Linked DNA regions of Sus scrofa: region 1 is linked to region 2. A link is a contact called in public HiChIP or PLAC-seq data. All regions are on one chromosome and are shown on one strand. Each heading gives the region's core, a stretch centred on a gene start, on an enhancer-like site or on the middle of the called end of the contact. The rest is flanking DNA. Distances are from core to core; before and after follow the strand shown. Region 1 overlaps CLEC7A (C-type lectin domain containing 7A). Region 2 holds the start of OLR1 (oxidized low density lipoprotein receptor 1).

Region 1 (5,948 bases), core at 2,407-4,906, 41 kb after region 2:
TGCTAAGAATTAAGATGCTGTATTAAACATGCACAGGAGAGAGAGAGACCTAAGATAATGTTTCTGAAAACTCTGGTTAAATGCGTTTTTACAAGTTCATTGATTTAATTACTATTTTATATACAGGAAACCTCGATTTCTTTCTTTTTTTTCTTTTTGCCTTTTGAGGGCTGTGCTCAAGGCATATGGAGGTTCCCAGGCTAGGAGTCCAATTGGAGCTGCAGCCGCCAGCCTATGCCACAGCCACAGCAACGTGGGATCTGAGCCGCATCTGGGACCTACACCAGAGCTCACGGCAAGGCTGGATCCTTAACCCACTGAGCGAGGCCAGGGATTGAACCCACATTCTCATAGATGCTAGTCAGATTTGCTAACTGGTGAGCCACGAAGGGAACTCCAAAACCTCAATTTCTAATTGCATCTTTATTGACTATGATGATATTTTGACTTCAGTTTTTCATCTCTGGGCACACACCTCCTCACTATTTTATCACAATACTCTCTGTAAGTGAATAATGGCTTTATGCTTTTATCTCTCTCTCTCTTTTTTTTGGAAAATTGCGTTCTGACATGGATCTCACACCTGTAAAATAAGTTAACATGAAATTACAGTTCACCTTAACGATTGATTTTGTGTTGATTTATTTTAGAAGTTATCATGGAGAAAGGGAGTTCTGGGCTGACTTTGAAGGAATGGAAGAAAATTAAGAAGGGAGGGAGGGTCAATGGTCTAAAACACAGTTTATAGTTACTTAGGTCAATTTTTAAGTTGAAATGAATAGGTTTTTTTTTTTTTAATATGGTTTCTTCTGTCAAATCATATCCCTATCATCTGAATAGAACATGAAATGAATTAATGACAACTCATTGATTGTTTTTTAAGTGTCCTTAGGATGAATGGTGCTTGCACTGAAAGAGGTATTGGCATAGGATGGACCTCATTGTATTTATCTTTTATTTCCAGGAGTTCTTTCTAGCTCTTGTCCCCCTAACTGGATCACACATGAGAATAGCTGTTATCTATTTAGCACATCATTAGATTCCTGGAATAGAAGTAAAAGACAATGCTCTCAACTGGGTTCTTATCTCCTGAAGATAGACAGCTCCAAAGAGCTGGTAAGTGTAGATTTCAGCTATAATAACCTATGACCTATACTGAGCAGAAAAATGGACATAGATTCCAGGTCACAGTGATTTTTCCCTAAGAGAATATCCTTTTACATAGTATTCATAATTGTAATAATAGCATGGATTAAGTGAGTAAAGTATATATTCCCTCTCTTTTTAATTAAACTAAGCACATTTTATTTCAAAATAAATCCTTCTACCACAACTCCCAGTGTGCATGATTGTAATAAGCAGGCCACTCCTCATTTCTTGCGGGTTTGGATTTCAATTTTTAAATTGGTAGAGTTAAAAGGAAAATTCTTCCTTTGTCATGATAATTAACAAGGAAATGTCAGCTATGATAATCTCCATTTATAAATCATTTACTCCTTGCAAGATACTGGGAAAGGCAAAGAGGTTTAAAACCATAGCTTGCAATAGCAATGTTCATGTATATAGTAAGAAAATAGAAACAATTCAAAGGCTATTAAAAGTTAAATGTCTAGTATTGGCAACAAATATAGAAGTTAAGAGAGACGTTTCCCTTGTGGCTCAGGAGTATTCAACAGAACTAGGATCCAGAGGGATACAGGTTTGATCCCTGCCCTTGTTCAGTGGGTTAAAGATCTGGTGTTGTCCTGAGCTGTGGTGTAGGTAGCAGACATGCCTCGAATCCTGCATTGCTGTGGCTGTGGTATAGGCCAGCAGCTGTACCTCCAATTCAACCCCTAGCCTGGAAATGTCCATATGCCACAGGTGGGGCCCTAAAAAGAAAAAATAAATCAATAAGTTCAGAGAGAGAAATCCCTTTTAGCATAAACATTTTACAGAATAAGTGTGACTTAATACATCATGAATGAAGGATAGAACTCAGACGGGCTGAGATGAGAAGGGGTTAATAATCAGGAAACATTTTATGCTATTAATTTAAATAATCTATAACTCTATGTTTGCTTTTTATTAATCCAATTTTTTTTTTTTTTGGCTTCTGACCTGTCTTACACAACAGCTGTAGTTCCCATAAAACTTAATAGAAGTAAATGTATGATAAAGAAAGACCAAGGGATTGGAAGTGTGTCTGGCTTATAGACCTTTCTGTAATTGCCACTATATTGTGCTATATTTGTCAATAATTCAAATATGATCATTAACTGATAAATAACAAGGTGCTACTCCGTAACAGAGAACTACATTCAATATCCTATAATAAATCATAAAGAAAAAGAATATAAAAAGAATGTATATGTATACACACATATATGTAACTGTATAAACGCATATACATATATATACACATATATATGTAACTATATACATACAACTGAAATACTTTGCTCTTTAACAGAAATTAACACAACATTGTAAATCAACTATACTTCAGTAAAAAACACATAGATGTGGTCATTAACCCCGGATTACATATTCATAAAACATGCAGTAGACTAAACTATTTTTAAAATTGTCATATAACTTTGAGAAGCATTTATTGACAAAGATCTTATAAATTTATATTTTTAATTAAAATTATGGAGAAGATAGTGGCCTTTCATCCATGGCATTACCAGAGGGAGGTTCCTCTTTGGATTTTTTGTCAGGTAGTTTGAACGTGAAAGTAGTGCAATTTTGACATTATGGCTCTATTCTTTATTGGAAAATTCAGCAACAATGACTGAAAAAATGAGAGATGCACTTTGAGACACTCAGAGCATTCAAGAGTTGGCACTTTTCTGTAGGCTGACACCAGCATATGCATAATCTTCTACTAAGGTGACTCATTCTGTTGTCTCTCAAAATCTGTAATATCTCTTCCTGCATCTTCTCTTTGTCTATATCATCTCTGTCTCTCTCTTTTCTTGATGTTTTGGTATTCATGTTTTCTTACAGGAATTTATATCAAGGCATGTGTCTTCCCAACCTGATCATTCATTTTGGATAGGGCTTTCTCACAGCCAGACTGAAGGGCCATGGCTTTGGGAGGATGGCTCCATGTTACTGTCTAACTTGTAAGTATCTGAAGATACAAAGTTTCATACCTTTTCTCAGCAAAAGTTAGTTAAGAATCTGATCTGTTGGGAGTTGCCGTCGTGGCTCAGTGGCTAACGAATCCGACTAGGAACCATGAGGTTTTGGGTTCGATCCCTGGCCTTGCCCAGTGGGTTAAGGATCCAACGTTGCCGTGAGCTGTGGTGTAGGTCACAGACGTGGCTGGGATCTGGCGTTGCTGTGGCTGTGGTGTAGGCCAGTGGCTACAGCTCCAATTTGACCCCTAGCCTGGGAATCTCCATGTGCCGCAGGAGCGGCCCAAGAAATGGTAAAAAGACTAAAAAAAAAAAAAAAAAGAATCTGATCTGTTGACTATAATAAGGAAGAGAGAGAAAAAGATACATAGTGATAGGAAGAAAGAAAGAGGGAGCCAGGAAAAAAGAAAACAGAGGGTAGAGGAAGACTTGAGAGTCAAAAGGAGCTGAGTGGTCACTGTGAACTGTCAACACAGTGTGTTTCCTCAGCTTTCATAGGAGGAGGGCATGTATTTGAAGCTGTCCAACCAGGAGCAGTCACTGTGACGTGGTGTAAAACTGTGGTTAAAAGCATGACTTTGAACTCAGTTCTCGGCTTGGGTCAGTGACTGGCCCACTCACTGTGTGAGACTGGATAACATGCTTTAACTTATCTGAGCCTCTCTTTGCCATCTGTAAATGAAAATAAAAATAGTACCTACCACTTAGGATTTTGAAATAGAGGAGAGAAAAGTAAACTCCCTTAGCACAGTGTCATGCACATAGTTAATGTGCAATACATGCTTTATTATTAATTTGAAGAACAACCACATTTCATATTTTATAAAGATCTTTTAAACAGATTTTGCATTTGCAAGATTATAAATTCTTCCTCAGTGTATGTGTATACACTAATATACACACAATGAAGGAAAATTTCTATATGGAGATTTATGATGAGGAGTCAGCTTGCTTGATTATAAAAACTGAGAATTTCCACAATCTGGCGTCTGCAAGCTGGGAACACAGGGGAGCTGGCAGTGTAATGCAGCCCAAGTATGAAGGGCTTAGAAGCAGAGGGGCAGCAGTGTAAAACCCAGGGCAAGGGCAGGAGAAAGCAAGATGACATGAGATGTCTCTACTCACACAGTAAGGCAGGAAAAAGGAACAAATATATTCTTCTGCCTTTTTGTTCTGTCCAGCCCCTGGATGGACTGGATAATATCCATTCACATTGGGGAAAGTCATCTATTTTACTGAGGTCACTGACTCAAAGGACACACTCAGAAATAATGTTGGATCTGGCGATGGCCAGTAGAATCAACACATGAAATCAACTGTCACAGATTGCTGAAGTTTCTTCACTGCAGTTGTCATTCGTTTTCTTCTTAATATCTGTAGAGTATGAACATATATTTCCCCTTTTAAACTTCATCCTTGGTGTGTTCTGTGTATATGCGTGTGTGTATGTGTGCCTACATAATCGCAATGCTAAGTGATTTTACTTTTTCTTTCCTTTTTTTTTATTCCCATCTACCTCAGTGGATGTAGTTTTCAAAGAAAGAATGGTGGCTTTGTTGATTCTTTCTCTGTGTCTTTCTTTTTCTTTTTTCCTTAATTTTCCATACTGAAATTAAACTCTGTCAAATCCTATTTGATCCCACCAGTCAAAGAGGAGCACCATAAACCTGAGACTGTTTAAATACTCCACTTTGGTTTTTTTACTGTCAGTCTATCTATTTATCTATCTATCTATCTATATATCTATCTGCCTACCTACCTACCTACCTGTCTATCATCTATAAATACATCGAGTAAAAAGACTATATATATGGTTACACTCTTATTGTAGGTTCAGGTAGAAAAACCGTGAGTACCAGCTCGTGTTCAACATCACGGGACATTTTTTCTCTCACTCGCCACCTGGTGGCAAGGTTGAGACATGCACTTTTCACTGCTATTCTTTTCTATTGGTAGCGTCCTTTTCCATTTACTCCTATACCAAAATCGTCCTTTGTTTTCCAGTTTCTGTAGGATTTTCTATTACATTTCCATCTTGAATGCACTTATTTCATAGAATTAAATTGAATAAATGGTATCCCAGCAATTGATGGCGTCTTGGATGCCATTTTCATTGAAAAATGCAGCTCCGGAAAACTGTAGATATGTATATTAAGCAGTTGATTAGATTTTCCCACATGTTAATGGTTTTCATTGCTTCTTATTCCTTTCTGCTTCTCCTTCCTTCGCTTTTGAGTAATTTTCTTAAATCTGAAGAATACCCTTTAGTATTTCTTTTAGAGTTGAAATTTTAAAATTGAGTTCTCTGTGCTCATCTAAAACTGTCTTCATTTTAAGTTTTACAAATATTCTGAGTTAAAATTAGAAATTTGCAGTTTTCTCTCTCAGGCATTCAAAGGTATCATTACAATGCGTTCTGTTTTTGAAAGGTCAGCTATTTGAAAGTAATATGTTTTAAATCTGATACTTTTTTTTCAGCTTTGACATTTTCTTCAAATGTTGCTTCCTCTCTTCTGAAATTTTAGTTATATGTATTACAGCCCCATTCACAATATCCTACATACCGTTTTTTACCCTATATTTTCATCAGTTTTTTCTTTAATCTATATTTACTTTTCTCATATAATTCCGGTTATTTTTTCCTCATCTGTATTTAGTCTGCTGTTAAAAGCCTCAATTTAGTTTTTAATTTTGTTAGTTTTTGTTTTATAATTCCTCAAATCTACCCACTCTCTATAATTTCTTGCTTTCTTCCAACATTCCCCACATTTTCTTTTAACTCCTAGAATACATTGTCTAGTAGTTTTAAGATTTGTGTTTGAT
Region 2 (6,329 bases), core at 1,734-4,233:
TGCATGGTACTGGCACAAAGAGAGAAATACAGATCAGTGGAACAGGATAGAAAGCCCAGAATTAAACCTACACACCTACAGCCAACTAATCTATGACAAAGGAAGCAAGACTATACAATGGAGAAAGGACAGCTTGTTCAATAAGTGGTGCTGGGAAAACTGGACAACCACATGGAAAAGAATGAAATTAGAACACTCCCTAACATCATACACAAAAATAAACTCCAAATGGATTAAAGACCTAGATATAAGACCAGACACTATCAAACTCTTAGAGGATAACATAGGCCAAACACTCTCTGACATAAACAACAGCAACATCTTCTCAGATCCACCTATCAGAGTACTGACAATAAAAAGAAAAATAAACAAATGGGACCTGATCAAACTTCAAAGTTTCTTCACAGCAAAGGAAACCCTAAACAACACAAAAAGACAACCCACAGAATGGGAGAAAATCTTTGCAAATGAATCAACTGACAAGGGATTAATCTCTAAAATTTATAAACAACTTCTGCAGCTCCATACCAAAAAAACAAACAACCCCGTCCAAAAATGGGCAGAAGATCTAAACAGACAATTCTCCAAAGAAGACATACAGATGGCCAAAAAACACATGAAAAGATGTTCAGCGTCACTCATTATTAGAGAAATGCAAATCAAAACCACTCTGAGGTACCACCTTACACCAGCCAGAATGGCCATCATCCAAAAGTCTACAAATAATAAGTGCTGGAGAGGGTGTGGAGGAAAAGGAACACTAGTACACTGTTGGTGGGATTGTAAATTGGTGCAACCATTGTGGAAAGCAGTATGGAGATTCCTCAGAAAACTAAAAATAGAACTACCATTTGATCCAGCAATCCCACTCCTGGGCATCTACCCAGAGAAAACCACAACTCGCAAAGACATATGTACTCCAGTGTTCATTGCAACACTATTTACAATAGCCAAGACATGGAAACAACCTAAATGTCCATCAACAGAGGAGTGGATCCAGAAGATGTGGTACATACACACAATGGAATATTACTCAGCCATTAAAAAGAATGAAATACCAGCATTTTTTGCAACATGCAGCATTTTTTGCAACCTAGAAACTATCATTCTAAGTGAAGTCAGCCATACAATGAGACACCAACATCAAATGCTTTCACTGACATGTGGAATCTGAAAAAAGGACAGACTGAACTTCGTTGCAGAACAGATGCTGACTCACAGACATTGAAAAACTTATGGTCTCTGGAGGAGACAGTTTGGGGGGTGGGGGGATGTGCCTGGGCTGTGGGATGGAAATCCTGTGAAATCAGATTGTTATGATTATACAACTACAGATGTGATAAATTAATTTAAGTAAAAAAATAAAAATAAAAATAAAATATACAAAAAAAAAGATATTCTATGCAGAAAAAGGGAATACAGAAAACTCAGGGAAGAGGAGCGTATGGAATCCTAATTAGACTGTCAATATTTATGATTTTTCCAAATAGTTTTCTAGATATTTTATTTGTTTATGTATTTTCTCTAATCTTTTTTAAATGTATTCTCTTCTTTTTATTTATTTTCCTGGTGTAGTTTAAAGTAAATATCAGATATCATATCATTTTGAAATACCTCAGAAGTTACCTCTAATATATAAGGATTTTTTTTTTTGCAATTGCAAATGAGATTGCAATGAGACATTATTTTTCTGATTAGAAGGTTTTGAGGTCAAAATAGGTGAGAATTCTATCAGTGAATATAAGGTGTATCTTTATTGGGATTCCATTGAAGAGTCTTCATGATTCAAGTCAATCATATAAAAATATATTCTTCAATGGCAATTCAACTGTGCTGAATATTACCCCTAACATTAATAACTATCATTTATTGAGTTGCAATGATGTTTAAAGTACAAAGCTTAGCGTTTTGCCCAATACCCCATTTGAATCCTTGTAGCGACATCAGCAACATTATCAAGTGGACATTTCATGATCCAATTCAAAGACAAAGACATTTGCCAAGATTTATAGAACAATAGGCCGGCAAAGGAAAGATTAAACTAGCTCCCTCTGGCTCCAAAGTTCTTTTCTGCTCTGTGTTATATCTCCACTGTATGAAAGAGCACTCCTGATTAAATTCTAAAATTACCCAGGTTATTATGACTAGAGATAAGAGCCATATGTAATTAACCCCCAAATTCCTAAGCCTATTTCTGAGGAAAAAAGTCAAAATTAAAAAGGAAAATATGAGACTTATTAGAGATATAGAATAGAGATAGTCTGATACAGTGAAATGAAAAAAAATATGGGGAGTTTCCATTGTGGCACAGCGGAAATGAATCTGACTAGTATCCCTGAGGATGCAGGTTTGATCCCTTGCCTTGCTCAGTGGGTCTGGGATCCAATTTTGCCATGAACTGTGGTGTAGGTAGCAGACTCGGCTAGGATCCTGTGTCACCATGGCTGTGGCTGTGGCTGGCTGCTACAGCTCCAATTTGACCCCTAGCCTGGGAACTTCCATATGCCAAGGGTGCAGCCCTAAAAAGGAAAAAAAGAAAAAAAAAAAAGAAAGAAAGAAAGAAAGAAAGAAAGAAAGAAAGAAAGAAAGAAAGAAAGAAAGAAAGAAAGAAAGAAAGAAAAAGAAAAAAGGATATTGGAATCAAATAATCTGGTCTAAATGCACACTCTTCCACAAATTCACTGCTGACTTACCCTTCTGAATTTGTTTCCTTATCTGAAAAATAAATACAAATTCTCTCCTCTAATGCTCATGGAAAACACAGTTTTCCCTTTCATAAATTACTTAGTGAAACATCCTGAAACACTATCAGAATCACCATTTTCCCCTCCTGCAATAGACATAACTCAAGAATTTGCGTCAGCCAACTTCCCAAAATGAAGCAAATACTCTCCTTCCTCCTACCAATGATTGAGTCATTCCATTAGATAGCAGCAGCTATTTAAACGCTCCAGTGGGAGCTCAGACATTTCTGCTTGTAGAAGTCCTTGGCTGCTCCACTCCCTCATTCTTGGAATAAATTCAGAAATGACACTTGATGACCTCAAGAGCAACAGTATGAAGGATCAACCTGACGAGAAATCAAATGGAGATAAAGCTGAAGGTACTGGGGGTAGGTGAATGTGTACAGGGACAGAATTAGCTTAGACGTGTAAACTAAACATAGGATTAGACGGCTGAGACACCTGAGTATGGGAAAATATTAGAGCGTTTAGAACATTTACTTAAAAGGAAAGCCAGATATGATGGTAATAAGGAAGGTGATGACCATGAATAAACTAACTTGGTATAATGATGATGAAGAGAATGAGGATAACTAACTTTTATTGAACATTTGCTGTAGGCTATGTTCTCTGATATGATTTATAAGCCTTATTTCTCTAAACCTTCACACCTTGAGATTAGCTCTATTACCTACTGTTTACAGAGGACTCACTGAAGGGGATTAACCTAAGGACCCAGTTTGACACAACTAATAAGTGGTAGAGCTAGCAGCAATCTCCCATAACATGGAACGGATATTGACCAGAGGGAACTGTTGGTGGAAAGTCTTACTCGTATACTTGCCTCTAAGTTTAGGATTTGGCAATTATTTGCAAGGTGCACGGCTCTCTTCAACTTCTTTTCTGTCAACTTGCCACACACATGCATGAACCCTATTTCTTCCTGTCAAAAAGTCTATTTTATTTGTATCATCTGAAGAGGCTAATAGGAGTGCTTTTGAAACAGGAGAACTCTGTGAATACATTTGACCACTGATTGATTTGGATCATTATACATTCACACTGGAAATTCTGTGATGTGATGTTCCCAGTCATGCAGCTGTTGACAGTTGGATTAAAGACCTTTGTTTGGATCTTAACATCTGCATGATATTAGGCAAGTCACTCACTGAATTTTCAGTTTCCTTATTTGGATATAAAAGATAACATTATCAGTGCCTAAAGTGTTTATCTTACAAGGTGAGGAGTACAAATTCATTGTATAAAATGTTTTCCTGCTGAACCAGTAATATCTGTGCTTTTGAAGTGGTGGACGACTTAAAAGATATTTGTGTACTTGTGAGCTACATGAGTATTTGTTTTACAATAATGGGAGGTTTTTTGTTTTTTTTTTCTTGTAATAAGAGTGCTGCAGCTGGTGTGAGTGGAGGATGTGGTGTTAACAGGAATCAAGTGACATTTTAAGGTTTCATTCCTATTTTCCTTTGGTCAGAACCTCAGTTCCATGTTGTAACTTTAGTGAAAAATCGAATGGTACAAACAGCACCTTCTTTAGACTTTCTCTGTTGATTAACTGATTAAAGGCTTATTTGTTTGTTGTCTGGCATTTGTTTATAGTATGTTACAACTCTGTGTGCATGTGTGCACGTGGTGCATGTGGTCTATGTTAAAAACATGAGGCTCTCTGCCCTGTGGAGGAGGTTGATCCAACCAAGGTGAACTGAGAGTTTCTTGATGTGGGGAAGAACAGATCAAATATAAGCTTAGAATCAGGTATTTGGAGTCAAACATCTGTTATTGACTCCTAGGTCCTAACTTTTGTCAGTTGTATGTCCATGACTAAAGTACTTGAATTATTTAACTGTCCCTGCTTCTCATCGGTAAAGGTGGATAATACGTTCTTTGTAGAGCCATTGAGAAAACTGGAGGTAAGTGATGCAAAGCACCAGGTGCAGACAGGATCCAAAGAATGGTTTGATCCCTTGCCTGCATCGTTTCTGTCTTTCTGAATCGATCCTCTGTCCCTCCAGGTCCTCGGAGTCTTTCCACTTGCGGTGGCGCCCTGCTGCCCTGATTCTAGGGTTACTGTGCCTGGGATTACTGGTGACCGTTATACTGCTGATAATACAGTGTAAGTGCTGAAGCAGGAAAGTGATGGAGAAAAAAATGAGGGTTTACAAACATGGTTCCTAAACTGGTTTCGTAACTGTCAACAGCCTTGACTTGGATACGTTTTAGGCAAACTGTCTTTAGAGTGAGTGGAAGATGAATGGTCCTATTGTGCTCTCCCCTCAAACAGATAGAGGCGTGGGAGGAAGATTATGAATGGTAGGTTTCTGTTTGGTTTTGTTTTCATAACTTCCTGGATAGAGCCTATTTAAATCCTGAAATAATGAGGAAAAAAATCATTTGAAGGAACGAATCCACAAGATCACCCAAGAGGCCCCAAAGTGAAAGAACTTCATTTAGTTCATATTGAGTGTTAATAGAGATGATTAAATGCCAATTTAAAGTTAAGAACTGGAGTTCCTGCTGTGGAGTAGTGGGTTAAGAATCCGGCTGCAGCGGCTTGGGTCGCTGCAGAGGCGTGGGTTCAATCCCTGACCCAGGAACTTCCATTACGGTGGGTATGGCCGTAAAATTAAAAAATAAAAATAAAAAATAAAGTTAAGAACCCAGACATGCAGGCTTAATAAATGAAACACATAAACAAAACAATCTTCGAACTTATGCAATGACCATTTAAGAAAGAGGGGATGTTGTGAGGAAAAGAAAGGAAAAGAAAGATGAAAGTGGCCAAGAAGGAAAGACAATTGTGCTATCATCCATCTAATCTGCCTGTGTATGCAGCTTGGAGATCTGAGTTATTTCGGCTCTCAAGAGTCCAAGTTATTAAGGCACTTGCAAAGCTATTTATTTCTTGATTAAGGTCAAAAATCACTTATTTTTTTTAAAATCCATGAATATTTTCAACCTATTAAGCATCCCCTAAGATGGGAGTAAAGCTTTTGACGCAGTGGTTGTCATTGGAAATGTCTTCCTGTGAGGCTCTGACCACTTTACAACAGGGTCACATCTGGCTTTCAAGCCAAGGAGTCTACTTTGTAATGAACCATCAAGCTTATGGGACTGAGACATTGGATTTCAGAGCCATTTGAAATACCTCCTGTCTGGGCTGTAGATAAGTGGTCAAATGAAAGGATGTCACAGTCATCCGCAAATGCAGCCACCACCAGGGATGAGCAGGTGAGCCTCAAGGGCTATGAAAACTCAGGATACTGCCTCTCCACTCCCCCAGAGCTGAGAGTTACATATCCAAGGAATGATTTCTGTGAGCCCAGACCTCTTTTGTTCCTGCTACCTGCCCTTTGTTGCAAAAACTCCTATGTATCCTAGGTCCCCCCTCTCCTCCTAGGAGCCTTTTCTCAGGGCGACCTGAGATGCCTCTCCAGGGCTTAAGTCCTAATTTTGCCCCCAAAATAAAACTTAACCCTCAAGCTAAAAAAAAAAAAAAAAAAAAAAAAGAACTGACACATTACACCTTTAATATATGTTTCCTGCTTGTCCACAACCTTCCTTTCATCTCTGTTCTTGCAAAAAACAAAC

Evidence for each region. HiChIP or PLAC-seq counts read pairs in DNA pulled down with a chosen protein or histone mark.
Region 1: an H3K27ac HiChIP or PLAC-seq map of alveolar macrophages shows a contact between it and region 2, with 2.1 times the contacts expected there. The contact joins the enhancer-like site here to the promoter of OLR1 in region 2.

What each region holds. Positions count from the first base shown.
Region 1 is chr5:61,837,130-61,843,077 of Sscrofa11.1, forward strand. CLEC7A (C-type lectin domain containing 7A) reads left to right here. Exons shown (of 4, transcript NM_001145866.1): 2 at 965-1,116; 3 at 2,992-3,110. Among named protein-coding and RNA genes, the nearest start is that of CLEC7A, 7.1 kb to the left of the region's middle. Within about 2 kb of position 3,657, at least 1 of the 83 cell types and tissues checked has an H3K27ac peak or open chromatin away from gene starts, as enhancers often do. A contact at or near this core is called in alveolar macrophages, where this site is marked.
Region 2 is chr5:61,796,373-61,802,701 of Sscrofa11.1, forward strand. OLR1 (oxidized low density lipoprotein receptor 1) reads left to right here and starts at 2,984. Exons shown (of 8, transcript NM_213805.1): 1 at 2,984-3,103; 2 at 4,754-4,771; 3 at 4,774-4,854. The coding sequence starts at 3,028.